2 separate regions of the Pan troglodytes genome follow, and region 2 is linked to region 1. A link is a contact called in public HiChIP or PLAC-seq data. All regions are on one chromosome and are shown on one strand. The core of a region is the stretch at or near the end of the contact, and the rest is flanking DNA. Distances in the headings are between cores, read along the strand shown.

Region 1 (6,760 bases), core at 455-2,954:
ACCCCATGTGATAAGTCATCTTCAGTGCAAGAACCAGGGCCGCCTCCCTCTCATTGATATTTCTCCTGACTGCACACCTCCCAACTGCAGCAACATGCTCACATGCATGCATGCATGCAATCGTGAGCTAAAAATAAACAGCTGCTGATGGGCTGCCAGAGGGTGTCCTCCATACACAGCAGACGTCCTCTGTCTCCCTTTAGTAGGCACAGCTAAAGCCACAGACAGGAATTGAGGGTACTGGATGGGCTAAGCTTAACCCCAAATCTCTCAGGCAAGTTACAAAGAGTAGGAGATCCTGAAAAGGGAGATGACACAGCTGAGGCCCATGATCATTCTCTCCCAGGCCTTGTGCCCCAAATCCAAGTGATAACCTCTGGAAAAGTGTTTACTGGCATCAAAGGAAACCATTGCAGGGAAGGTCGATAATTAGGGTTAAGAAAGAAGATCAGCCATTCCTCCAGTCATGATTGTAAATAGCTCTCTGCTTTCTGGTTTTCCCCCTCTCAGGGCAGAAGTTATCCAAGTGGATCTAGGATATGTGTGCATTTAAGGAGGGTGATTTGTGTGCATGTGGTTTTGTTCAGATTTTCCAATCTGCAAGAATTCTCCCCACCTCCATCACTCATCAATCAAGAAACCCTTTGTCATGCTGAGGTGTGGCATTTCTTCTGCTGAAAACCTCAGATTCAGACACACCCCACACACCCTGAGACACACACATCCACACACACATGCACACCCTTCCTCACCCTTACGAAGCAAGCTCCATTCAGATTGGTTTAAAAATAGCACTAATCCATTGAGCTCATTTTTCAGGGACATTATTTTAAGCAGAAAAAAGATATCCTGGTCTTTGAGAGGGAGAAAGGGTAAACGTCACCTCGCCTTAAAAAGTCCTGATAATGTCGCTGGAGACTAAGCATTTGCAGTCTTTGTTGAATTTTCTCCTCCTCCTACCATTCAACAAAAGTTATTTATTCCAGAATACCCTGCCATCTGGGTATTTATAGAGGTGAGTTTCCTCTTCGGGTGGAGAGCAGAGGGGAAAGCCGCAGTAGCAAGCCGGACACTCCCCTCTGGGCGCTCCCCACCGCCAGAACTGACGCCTTCGAGGGCGGTGGATTTGTGAATCAGCTCCCCCTTCCCCCACACAGGGGAGCCCCTAAATGGCTGCTGGCCATTTGCAAAGGGTTGTGTGCATGTGTGTATTTAATTGCAGGCTTATTTGTTTCTGCTCTGGGAGTCTGTCCGTCTCTCTGTAACTCGGATCATTGCTCTCTGGGAAGCTGTATAACTGGCTGATTCCGTGGGAGACCAGGCAGGATGCGTGGGCGCAGGAAACAGAAGAGGGAAAAGGAGGGAGAAAAAGAGAGCAGGAGGGAGAGAGCGGGAGCCTTAGAATCTGTTATTTGCGTCACTCGAGGAGCCGGGGCTATCTGCCCGACAAACACACAGAATTAATCCGAGTTACAGCCATAGCTGTCTATGCTACAGTGACCAGATGAGAAAGGGCGGGGAAAGGACGCGCGCCGGAGCGTGTGCACGGCCGAGTTTGCATTGGGCGTCTTGGGAGAGTTTGGGGAGGGGGCTGTCCTGCTGGGCACGCCCCTCGGGGCCCCGCTCGCCCGGTGCAGACTAGGCTGCAGCCTGCTCTGCAGCTGCCCAGCCCAAGCCTGGGGTGGCGCCCGCCTCGGCCGCCTCGCCTGCTCAGTGGCTGCGTGGAACACAAAGCGCTGTCTCCGAGCAGAAGCGTCTTCTCAGCTGAACCAGACCCACCAAAGAGGAGAATCTGCACGTGACGTCAGTAGCTGATGACTGACGCAGGCTGGCAAAGGAGACTCAAGGCGGCTGCTCCGCGCTGCCTTCATGAGTCTATTTTCTCCAGCCCCCTCGTAGTGAATTACTAGAACGCAAAACACACACACAGACACACATATGCAGCTTTCAAAATATACATTTCCAAAGGCGGTGTGTTGCAAACACAACGCGATTTTGCAGAGCGTGGGTGGGAAACGTGGGAAGGGTATGGATGATTTTTTTTTTCCTCATCTGGGAATCTCCATCGTGGATAGCAATCGCTTCTAGAGCTCTCCTGGGAAGCTCCTCTGGGGAAGGGGCTATGCCCCCCCACCTCCTACTTTCCTCAGCATGTAGGGAATCTGATCAATGGAGACATGCAGCTCTAAGAATACAACCACTCCAACGCCTTCTGCTCGGGGAGACTGCGAGGAGCTTGCAACAGGCAGAGACAGATGGGAGTTAACGGGAGGGAGGGAGAATATAAGAAATATTTGGGTATTTTTCTGATTTGAAAAACATTTTCTGCAGTTATGCAAGTGAGTCTGGTGGTGCAGGAAAAAAAAGTGAGGAGGGGGCGTTTAATGCACATTTAATGTTTTGGAAGTAAGGTTCCAGCGAAATGCCTTTGTGTGTGGAGGTTTTTTCAGTACTTGCTAAAAATAGCACCAGGGTTTGATCGTGTTCCAGAAATAAACCGAGGGCTGTACTGGGATAAAAAGCCAGCGCGGGTGGAAGAAAACCTGGACATCACCGCATTCCTCCCCCCACAACTATGTCTGGAAATTAATTGTTGGATTTTTCCTCTCCTCTCTCCTCTTTCCATCCACTTTCTCTTTCCTCCCCCTATGTTTCTCTTTCTCTCTCTTAAGGAGTTCCCGTTTGGGTAAGTAATATTATGTCATGTGCATGCCGCAGACTGTGAGTATGAGCTGACGCTTACTTTGTGCATGCTCCGGGGTTCTTTTTTGGCTGCCTTTTTTGCCCCTTCTAAAGAGGATAGTGGGACTGACTAGGGGGTAAGGGGTGTAGCTGTGTGCGTGTGTATGTGTATAATGAATTTGGGGCTGCATGCAAAGAAACCGAGAGAGGGAATTCTTGCAGAGCCGGGAATCACCCTGACGAATCTCTGAATCAATAGCTGCTGCAACTCTCTCTCGCGTTATGGGTCGGCGCTGTTGAGCTCGGTTTTCTCATGGCCCCCTCCCCTCCCCATTTTCTGTCTTAAAGGACGCCCAGACACGATTTAATGGGCCATATCTCTGAGAGATTAATGGAGACTGTGCAATATAGATCAAAATTGCATGGATGGGGTTGGGTAAAGAGAGGGAAAAATCTCTACTCCTTTGACAAACCTCCCTTTTGGCTCCGGTCCGGGAACTAAGGACCGCGACCCTGGTTCGGGCTGGCCCAAGACTCGGTTGCTGTCCACGGAAGATAGGTGCTGAAAATGCCTTGGTCCTCAGCGAGTTCAGTTCCGTGCGCCAGGGGGCGGGGTTGGCGCCAGCTGCGGTTAGCCCCGCCCTGGATGCAGGAGAGGGATACGGGGACGAGAGGGTTAAGGATGTTCAAAGGGGATAGTCGTGACTTCGGTGAGAGCTTTGGGGGGAAGGAGGGGTGAGTGGGAAGGAAAGGGAAAAAGATTTAAAGGAGGGGGAGCGAAGTGTTAGATTCGAGGATGAGCCAAGGCCCGGCGTTTCAGGAATGGAAGGCCAGTGGCTCACCGGCTTTCCCTGCAGAGGCCAGGCACTATCCGGGTCTCCATTCCCAGGATCCCGCACCTTCCCGCCAGTGGGTTTGAAAGATTTCTCCTCGGTGATGGTGACTCAAAATAAGAGCCTATAGGTTGTTTTATTCGGACCCTCGTCCCCTCCCACTTCATGCCCCCCATACCCCCGTATTCTGTAATTCCCGGGAGGTGTGTAAAGTAGTGTGGTGTGGCATTTTTCTTATTATTCCCCCTTTTCGCATGCTAGTCATAGAAGCCCCAAGTGAGTTGGTGGAATTAGTGAATTAGAAGCCAAAGCACAGGAGTTGCTGGTGCGATGCGCAGAGAATCCAAGCTAGGGAACATCGCGGGGCGCCTTAAAGCCAAAAGCTAAATGAGTCTAAGTCAGCCTGAAGGGAAATTGGGGAGGAGGTGTTCTCTAAGTTGCCAAATGTTATTGGGAATACCATCAGCTCTCTGGGGTTGTGGGCTGGACCCAGACTGAGATTCAGTGCAGTCAGCTCCAGACACTTTGGCCGAATCTGTGGCCAGACAGGTGAGGAGGGAGGAAGATTATCAGAGGCAGAGGGGGAATGAATATCACGCGCACACAAAGACATTCATGCTGATTAACTCCAGGAGAGGGAGAATAAAAGTACATCCTCAAGCTGGCCCGTGAGGATGGGCTGTAGACTGTGGGAGAAATGAAGCACTCTTGCAGGTCTGCAGTAAGATTTGTGTGCGTGCAGGAATATTTTATATGTTTATTTAAAAATATAAACTCGGGACGGTGAGGTAAGTATTTGTGGGGGCTAGCCTTCAGGACAGAGAAGAGACCAGGTCTCTCTGCTTCATTCACCCCTTCCCTTCTGTCAACGCCTCTGGCTTTAGTGACCTGACCCCGATACAGGGTAACAGGGGTGCAGCCCGGGCCGGGGGATGAGAGGGTGGGTGAGTTATGTTTAGCTCAGAAGCCGTCCCTCTCTCGGAAGGTTCCCTGGCTGAGACTGAATATTCAACTCATAATAGTAACAAGGGCTTTTACCGATGTGCAGAATAACACAAATAACGCTGCAACCCACACTTTGTCTTGACAATTCAGTTCAAACCAAAGCTGCTCACAGCCTCTCGGCCCACCCCGCGGCCTCCTCGTCATTCACTGGGACCTACTGGTTCCCTTTCCCAAGCCTCGCCCCTCTCAGCCCTGCAAGTTGCGTGGTTGTGTTTACAAATTCTGCCACAATTGCAAAGGAAATAGGGGTGGGGGGAGCGGTCGGGGCGGGAGTGGTGGTAGCGCAATAAAGCACTTGCAACACGTGGAGCGGTGGTTGGGGGGAGGTGTCCAAGAGTCAAGAAGGGGGCGGAGGGACACCCCTTGTCCTCATTTCCACCTCCCCGTTCTTCCCCACCCCTTCCCATTGCTTGGCACAATGCACAAGTTTACCCCCCGAACTGGATCCTATTAAATAATTCAATGGTAGCGGTGTAATTTTGGTTGGAACCAGCACGGATTCCCAAGTCGTGACTGCAAAAAGTGAGTAATGCGCGCTGGCTGCGTCATGGCTCTAGTCACAGTTCATTCCGAACTGAGAAGAAATCGTGACTTCGCCTGGAGACGTCCCCTACATGGGAGATGGGGGGCGGGGGGGCACCAAATCAGTGGGGACAGGGGTGGGGGGGAAGACCTATCCAATGAAAACCGCTGCCAGGGGGGCATTTGAACTCCGTCGCTTGCTGTCTCGCTGTCCCCTCTCTGCCCCGCGCACCTCGCTCCCCCTCCCGGCCGGCGCTCGCAGTGGCGCGCCTGCTCGCTCTCCCGCTACCCGACGAGTCCTCAACAAGTTGGAGGAAGGCAGGAACGCAGGGGTTAAGCTCGGAAAGCCGCAATTACCAAGATCGTGACCCTCCCACACAGTACAGTAACTTATATACTTACCTGGAAGAACCCGCTTTGCCGCCGGGCAAACACCCGTGGGGGGCGGGGAGGGGCCGGAGGGAGCGGGCCGGCAGGAGAGGGGCTGCTTCCAGCTGGCTGCAGTGCGGACGGGACCGGCGCGCTCCCGTGGCCCCCAGACCGAGGTAAGGAGCAGGGAGTCGGCGCCCGGGTCGGCTGGTGGTCGGTCGGCTCACTGGTAGTCGGTCGGCTCACGGGTAGTCTGAGCAGAACTTTTTTTTCCCAGTTGCCCCGCGCCGCGGCGGCGGCGGGCGCAGACCGCGGAGCCCCTCTGGCGCGGCAGGCGCGCAGACGCTCGGAGGGTGTGTGCTTGCGTCTGTCCGTCCCGGAGCCGAGGGGATGCCGTGGGAGGGTGAGTGGGTCGCGGAGCTGCAGGAGGGTGATGGATGGGCGAAGGGGGTGGGTCGACAGGGACTTGAAGACAGTGCCTCCACCGTCGAGAGACGTTTTCTCCGGGCGTGCTGGGCGAGGGTGGGAGTGTGTGTGTGCGCGCGCGCGCCCGCCCGCACGTCGATTCCAGGGTGCCAAAGAACAAATATGGCAACTTTCCCCCCAAGTTCTTGCAATGTTTGCAGTAACCCATCCTGGGTGAGGTTTCCCCCACTGGGGGACTATACTGCTAGGGAGGGAGATAGTCAGGAAGTCCCTTAGCCCACACCCTGCTTAGGTACTAATGGGGGGGGGAGGGGCAGGAGAGGACGTGGGAAGGGTGGCGCTGCACTGCGAAGAAGGGCAACCCCTCAAAGTTTGGATGGATGGGATGGAGGAGGGGGCCGAGAGGGATGGAGGAAGAGGGAGGGAGGAAGAGGGAGGGAGGGAGAGTGAGGGAAGGAGATCTCCTTTCTCCCCATCTCTAGTCTTTCCTCCCCTCCTTTCTTCCTCCCGCAGAAGGTGGAATCTCCCGTCGTTGTGGGGTCCGGCAGTCAATGACGGGTTCGCCCCTTGTTGTTCCCCCTAGCATTCTGCAGAATGGGTAGAGAGTTGGGGGCGGGGGGGTGGGCTGCAGAGTTGAAAGTGCACCTGAGGCGAATGGGCCATTAAACACCCAATATTGAGACGGTTTCGGGGAGGATGCGGAGGGAGGAGCTTCACCTAGTTGAGCATTCAGAACTTTGGGTGGGAAAGGGGGTGTTGAGACATTCTCATTTTTCTAGAAATAGGATGACTAGTGTGGAGTTTGGGTTTATTTTATGTTCATCTTTGTCATTTTTCGTCTGAATCTTCTGGCTTGGGTCCCGTTGGGAGAGGTCGCTCTCTTAAACCTCTCTTTCCCAATACATCGCGCTACCCCCTCACTT
Region 2 (6,907 bases), core at 714-3,213, 460 kb after region 1:
GCATTAGTTCCTCTCTTCAAGATCTTCACAGTCTGTTTGGGTCTGAGTGCTAAGGCCAGAGAATACCTGGGAGGCATTAGAACCATAAAGAATAGCTGAAGGGGCAGGGCACGGTGGCTCAGGCCTATAATCTCAGCGCTTTGGGAGGGCGAGGCAGGCGGATCACTTGAGGCCAGGAGTTTGAGACTAGCCTGGCCAACATGGTGAAACCTTGTCTCTACTAAAAATACAAAAATTAGCCAGGCATGGTGTTGCATGCCTGTAGTCCCAGCTACTGAAGTGGCTGAGGCAGAAGAATTGCTTGAACCCGGAAAGTAGAGGTTGCAGTGAGCCGAGATCATGCCATTGCACTCCAGCCTGAGCCATAGAGTGAGACTCTGTGTAAAAAAAAAAAAAAAAAAAAAAAAAAAGAAAGAAAGAAAGAAAAGAAAAAAGAAAAGAATAGTTGAAGTTCCGAGGGGGCTGGAGCAGTCAGGGAACTTTTCTGGAGAAGGGGAGAACTTCAGTGCCCTTTGAAGAACAGTCCCTGCAATGTAAGTGGTTTGAGCCAGACTGTTCCCCAGAGGGCAACCAGGTAGCAGCCAACTGGGTAGCTGGCCTTCGGCCCCCGCTGGAGGAAAGTGGGCAAGAGCCATTAGGACCCTGACATGGTGACCTTCCTCCTCCCCAGGATCCCCATTCCAGGTCACCTCATACAACCTAGAGACCAGGCCAGACCTAAAGGAATTGTTAGGGTCCTGTCACTGTGGCCCAGGAATCCGTGAAGAGAATACTCTGGGCCTGGATTCAGACAGGTCTGCAGTCAGGCCCAAGCAAGTAGCATGAACTTGGACAAGATCGAGGAACCTCGCCGGGCCTCAGTTTTGTTACCTATAAAATGGGGCCAAGGACACGTTCCTCATTGAATTGTTGGGAGGCCCGTTATTTGGAGCCGAGGGCCCAGTATTACAGATTCCCAGGTTCTATGCCAGGTGCTGTGGTGCACACCTGCAATCCCAGCACTTTAGGAGGCCAAGGTAGGTGGATCACTTGAGGCCAGGAGTTTGAGACCAGCCTGGCCAACGTGGCAAAACCCTGTCTCTACAAAAAATACAAAAATTACCCATGTGTGGTGGTGCACACATGTAATCCCAGCTACTTGGGAGGCTGAGGCAGGAGAATCGCTTGAACCCTGGGGGCAAAGGATGCAGTGAGTCAAGATCGCCCCACTGCACTCCAGCCTGGGTGACAGAGCAAGACACCATCTCAAAAAAAAAAAAAAAAAAAAGATTCCCAGGTTCTGGCATGGACGGGCCAGGGTCTTGCCAGGTAGGTTCCTCTACCTCTCTCTGGACCACAGTTTCATTGATGGGTTGGAGACCTTTTGCAGTCTCTTCCCACTGGCTGCACCTCTGTGCCTTCCAGGCTGCTGTCTCCAAAGTGAGTTTGTATGAGGCCAGTGACCACTTAGAAGCCCAGGGAACTGAAGTCAAGGGAGAAAAGGTTATACAATCTGGAGGGATGGGGAGAGCTGAGGGCAGCTGGGTCAGTGTCCCTGGAAGAGGAATTCTCCTCCTTTCCCCATCTCCCACTGCCTACCTCCACCTTTCCCCAACCTTGGAACCTACAGGCCTTCTAAATTAGGCCATGCCAGATGTTGCACTTGGAATTTGTTTGCTTTTGGAGCAGAGATGCCAAAGGGGTGGTAGCAGGAACAGCCGTATTTGCCAATTCTGGATTCTAATCCTATCACTAGATTCTGGTTGTGACAGTGACCAAGGTACCCAACCTCTCTGAGCCCTGAGTCCTGTCTGTAAAACAGAAATACTAAGAGATCCCAAGAGCCACCAGTGGTTGCAGTGAGTCAGAAAAGAGATGCAATTGCCTGCTGCTAGCGGCAACTGCAGGCTGGAGCCCAGCAGTCTCTCTTGACTCCCAGCCTTTCTGAGGTCACGCATGCGCGGATGGCGCACTGGCCGCTCCTTGCCTGGCCTCTTCTATACTCCTCTCACCCGCTGCTTCTCTGAGTCTGCAGTGCTGGCTGGCCTGAGTTTTCTGCACTAGGCATGAAAATAAGGGTTTAGCGACCCCTCTTGGCAAATCCGTGTTACAGCTGCTGTAGTCAGGGTGCCGGCAGCAGAGAGGCTCCCAGGCATGTCAAGTTGTGGAAAAGCCAGGAGGCTGTGGAAGGTGAAGTTTTTCCACTGGGTAAATCTTCACTCTACTGTCAACATTCACAAGGTGCCTGCAACTGATTGATTTCTTCATTCTTGTCTTCGGTCATTGAAAGATTAGTTAGAAATGAATATTCAACAAACATTAACTAAAAACTCCCTGTGTGCCTTGGAACTATGGTAGAACGTGAATAGCGTACAGACCAGAAGGGGGCCCAGACCTTAGAAAATTGCATTATGGTATTCATCCATCCATCCATCCATCCATCCATCCATCCACCCATCCATCCATCCATCCATCCATCCACCCATCCATCCATCCACTTGGTCATTCATTTATTCATTCACAGACATTATTGAGCTCTTACATGGGCCAAGCACCCTTCTTTGCGTTTGAGAAATATCAGTAAACAAAGCAATTGAAGACCTCTGCCCTCATGGAGTTTACCTTCTAGAGAAGGGGATTGAAAATAAACGATGCATGTAATAAATGAGTACATTATATAGTATGCTTGAAGGGGAAAAGTGCTACAAAAATGAAAGGTGGGATGGAGGAGGGGGAACTGCAGTGTGGTGAGCATGAGGAGTGGGTTGTAGAATTAAATAGGTGGTCATAGCAGGACTCTGGGAGAAGGTGAGCTTTGAGCAAAGCCTTGAAGGAGATGAGGGAGTGAGCCAAGCAGGTATCTGAGGACAGAGTAGCTCAGACGCTGGATTCATGTTAGAGCCAAGACTCTAAAGCACTGCCTACCTGTTGTGTTTTATACAGAGGGCATGAACAAAGTATGTGGGAACATAGGCATGGGTCCCTTTATCTGCCTGAGGAGTTAGGGAGGAAGGCTCCTTGGAGGAGGTGTTAAAAGAGCTTAGACTTGAAGTATAAGCAGGAATGCGCAGAGTGGGCAAGCCTCTGACAGGGCTTTCCAGTGGAGAGGCAGCATGTGCAAAGGCCCAGAGGAACAAGAAATCCTGGTGTGCTGGGAGAGTTAAGGAGGCTCAACGATTTGGGTTGTTAGAGGGTAGAGTTAGAGGGTAGAGTGAGGGGGAGAGGAATGCAAAGGATGAGAGTAGGGAGCTAGATGTGACTGATTATTCCAAAGCTCTATTTGCCACACTGAAGAGCTTGCAAATGATGGCTACAGGGCTGAAATCAACGGGCAAAAAGACTTTGCTTGGCTGGCCTTACTTTTTAAAAAAGTTTGAATGTCTATTGGAGGAATAGGCAGGCTGCCATTAGCCTATGTCCTCCCCAACCTCTCCCTTTTCCTTAAGTCAGCATTGTACTTGTGTCGCCACTGTGTCCCTGAAGGTATTTGAATTTGCAGTCTCTGTAAGGTGAAGGGGAACTGTCGAAGGATCTTGAGCACAGGAAATAGGTGATCAGACTTTTCCATTGGAAAGTTTATTCTGGGGCGCCTTCAAGTCAGGGGATTTTTTTCTTCATTTTGATGCTCCCAGGGTCTAAGACAATACTTGGTATCTAATAGGTGCCCGGTGGATTGTTTTTAGTTTTGTTTTTAATGAATGGGGAATGAATAAACAAATGACAGAGGAGATGGGCTCCCAGTGCAGGACAGGATGGGGGATATGTGAGGTCCTGCCCTCTGGGGTAAGGTGCCTGCCCACAGCTAATGCTTCCTTTAGGTGTGGAATCTACTATGGCACTGTCTTTCCAAGAGTCTTCCAGAATCACCTGTCATGCTTGTTTTAAAAAGCAGATTCCTACCACTCAGCCATAAAAAAGGAATGAATTAATGGCAATCACAGCAACCTGAATGGGATTGGAGACTGTTATTCTAAGTGAAGTAACTCAGGAATGGAAAACCAAACATTGTATGTTCTCACTAATAAGTGGGAGCTAAGCTATGAGGATGCAAAAGCATAAAAATGACACAATTGATTTTGTGGACTCAGGGGGAAAGGATGGGAAGGGGGTGAGAGATAAAAGACTATAAATTGAGTTCAGTGTATACTGCTTGGGTGATGGGTGCACCAAAGTCTCACAAATCATAATTAAAGAAATTACTCATGTAACCAAACACAGCCTGTTTCCCAAAAACCTATGGAAATAAAAAATAAATAAAATGCAGATTCCTGGGTTCAGTTATACACCTACTGAATTGGAATCCTACTGATGTGGAGCCCAGGCATCTGTATGTTAAACAAGCTCTCATTAAAGTTTGCAAAGAGGCACAAGGCAGAGTATTCTGGGGCTACAGGCTGCCTTGGCCTTGCTTCTGTGTAGACCCCTAGAGAAAGCAGCACAGCAGCTAGCTGCCCAGGGCAAGCCTGGCAAGCCCACAGCACATAGTCATGGGCGGTTCCACCTGCCCTATCACTTTAGCATATCTGCTCCCGTCTAGTCCTCATACCACCCTCGGGGAGGTAGGTTTCATTACTCCCATCTTTAACAAGGAGAAACTGAAAACCAGAAAGGCTAGATGGGTTTGCCAAGGCCACACAGGCAGGGGGGCCTGGGCAGATTGGGATCCAGCCCTCCTGGGTCTCCTTCCTGATCTTTCTTGCCAAGTTGTCTTTTCTGCCCTGGGTTAACCCACTTCAGCTTGTTCTCAAATCATGACCTCCTCAGATATGGGGAAAAGTCAGTAGCTCATTTGTGTTTTAATTGGGAGTCCCTTGCTCTAGTAGTTCTCACTAGTTGGTAAGTATTAGAATCACCTGGTGGTCTTGATAAAGTACGTAGGCCCAGGCCTAGCCTACTTCATAAGAGCCTGGTCCTGTAGCGCTTGATTAGTTCTCCAGGTGATGCCAATACCCTCCAAAGTTTGAGAACCATGGCTTCAATCAGTGGTTCTCCCTGGGTGGGCGTTGCAAAGCCTTTTCTCTGTAATGGGGCAAAGAAAGCCCACTTAAGGTAATAGGGAATTCCTGGGGAAGATCACCCTGGATGGGAAAAGGTGGATCTTATTATTACCTCTAAAGTCACCTTGTGCCTACAAGCAGAACATGCAGGCCACAGTGGTAAACACATTCAGTGAGGAGGGCGGCAGAGCAGGTCCCTGAGTGCTGACAGTCAAGGATGGTTTGCTCAGTCAGGTTCTAGGCCAGAGAAAAGAAGAGTGAAAACAGATACAGAGGTAAGTGCTGGTGGCAGGGTAGTGTGAGCTGTGAGATGTAGAGTGAGAGAGGTACTTTGGACTAGGTGATGCCTAGGGCTCCTGGGCCTCCAGTGAGGTATGGACTTAGGTGGCTCATGGATCCCCAAAAGTGAATGCCAAGCTTTGAGAGTATGTGCACCCTTCCAGGGAGAGGCCTTAAGGAGGAATGTTTATAAGGGCAATGGGGCCTGAGGTTCACCAACTTGGGTTTGAAGCTCCCCTTTCCACGTCCTACTTGTGCCATCTTGTGTGATTCATTGAGCCTCTGTTTTCTCATCTGTAAAGTGAGTCTAATGATGGTACCCTCCTAATAGGACTGTTTTGAGAATTAAATAACGTAAAATACATAAGGAACCTAGACCAGAGCCTGACTTGAGGCAGTGCTTGAATAATGTTTTAGCTGTCTTTGGTAATATTGTGGTTCAGAGAATTCTATGTCCCCCATGAATAGTTTACATCATTCATAATCATTCAGGTCATATCTGGGGACCTTGCTAAATTCAATGGACTGTAATGAATTATGTCCTTAACCGTGTCATCTGAAAGTTGAGGATAATTCTTACCTCACAGCAGTTGTTAGGGTTAAGTGAAAATGAAACAACTTGAATGGGTCAGCTAGGTAGTCATTAGGCTCACTTTTTAGCTAAGTGACCAGCCTTTTCTTCCAGATTACTAATTTTCTTTTTAGCTATATCTAATTGCCTGCTAAACCCTTTTGTTGAGGTTTTCCATTTTTGGTCCTTATATTTGAACCTCTAGGATAGGTTGAAAATGCTAGTCTAGTGTTTATCAAAGTCTGACCTATGTGTATATGCAACATAGGCATAGCTGTGTTCCAATAAAACTTTATAAAAACATGAGATGGGCCCCTATTCTACAACTATGTTAAACTCTTGTAGATCTTCCTTTAATTCTCTTGTGTTTTCCAGATGTATAGTAGTAGTCTGTAGATAGTGATAGTTCAAATTCCCTTTTCTGACTCAAATTTCTTACCTTGGCTAATATTCTTGGCTGAGACTGCTGGTACAATGTTAGATATTTAGCAGAGACAATAGGTAGGCCTTATCTTGTTTATGAGAATCCTTCCATTGTTTCCCAATTGTGTAGGAGGCTGGCTTTTTAGCTGAGAGATGTTTCATGTTAAATAGGTCCCATTCACTTAAATAAGTTGTCTAAATAAAGAATGGGTGCTGAATTTCGTCAGGTATCTTTTTAGCATCTATAGATATAATTGATTTTTTGAAACTCCCTAGGATCTATTAATGAAAAGTTGATATAAATAATAGTATTAAACTAGTCTTACATTCTCATATAACCCCACTTGGTCATAAGGTTATTTTATGGTGCCATTGGATTCCATTTGTTGAATGCTATTCAGCTTTTAAGATATTTATAATCTACTCATAGGTGAAATTCATCCATAGTTCATTAAACTTCATCAAATCTTTATCACTATTTATTTGACTATAAAATATGGGGTTTTTCTTCTCTAAAACAATTTAAATAGCATTGGAGTAATATACTCCTTTAAATATATGGTAGAATTCACCTGTGAGACAGTCTGGGCCAGTTACTTGCTTAGGGAGTTAGCTCTTTTCTAACTTCCATGGGAACTGATTTGTTCAGATTTTATTT

What was found. HiChIP or PLAC-seq counts read pairs in DNA pulled down with a chosen protein or histone mark.
Region 2: a contact with region 1 is called in an H3K4me3 HiChIP or PLAC-seq map of stem cell-derived excitatory neurons, with 5 times the contacts expected there. The contact joins two enhancer-like sites. A contact is called at or near these places in 1 of 7 Hi-C or Micro-C datasets (induced pluripotent stem cells) and 1 of 1 datasets of contacts at active chromatin or transcription factors (stem cell-derived excitatory neurons).

Annotation. Positions count from the first base shown.
Region 1 is chr9:47,589,812-47,596,571 of NHGRI_mPanTro3-v2.0_pri, forward strand. It overlaps LOC134807248 (a long non-coding RNA gene), which reads left to right and starts at 5,497. Exons shown (of 2, transcript XR_010147161.1): 1 at 5,497-5,587. Within about 2 kb of position 1,705, at least 13 of the 24 cell types and tissues checked have an H3K27ac peak or open chromatin away from gene starts, as enhancers often do. A contact at or near this core is called in stem cell-derived excitatory neurons, where this site is marked.
Region 2 is chr9:48,050,763-48,057,669 of NHGRI_mPanTro3-v2.0_pri, forward strand. No RefSeq gene overlaps it. Among named protein-coding and RNA genes, the nearest start is that of ACCSL, 9.1 kb to the right of the region's middle. Within about 2 kb of position 1,964, at least 12 of the 24 cell types and tissues checked have an H3K27ac peak or open chromatin away from gene starts, as enhancers often do. A contact at or near this core is called in stem cell-derived excitatory neurons, where this site is marked.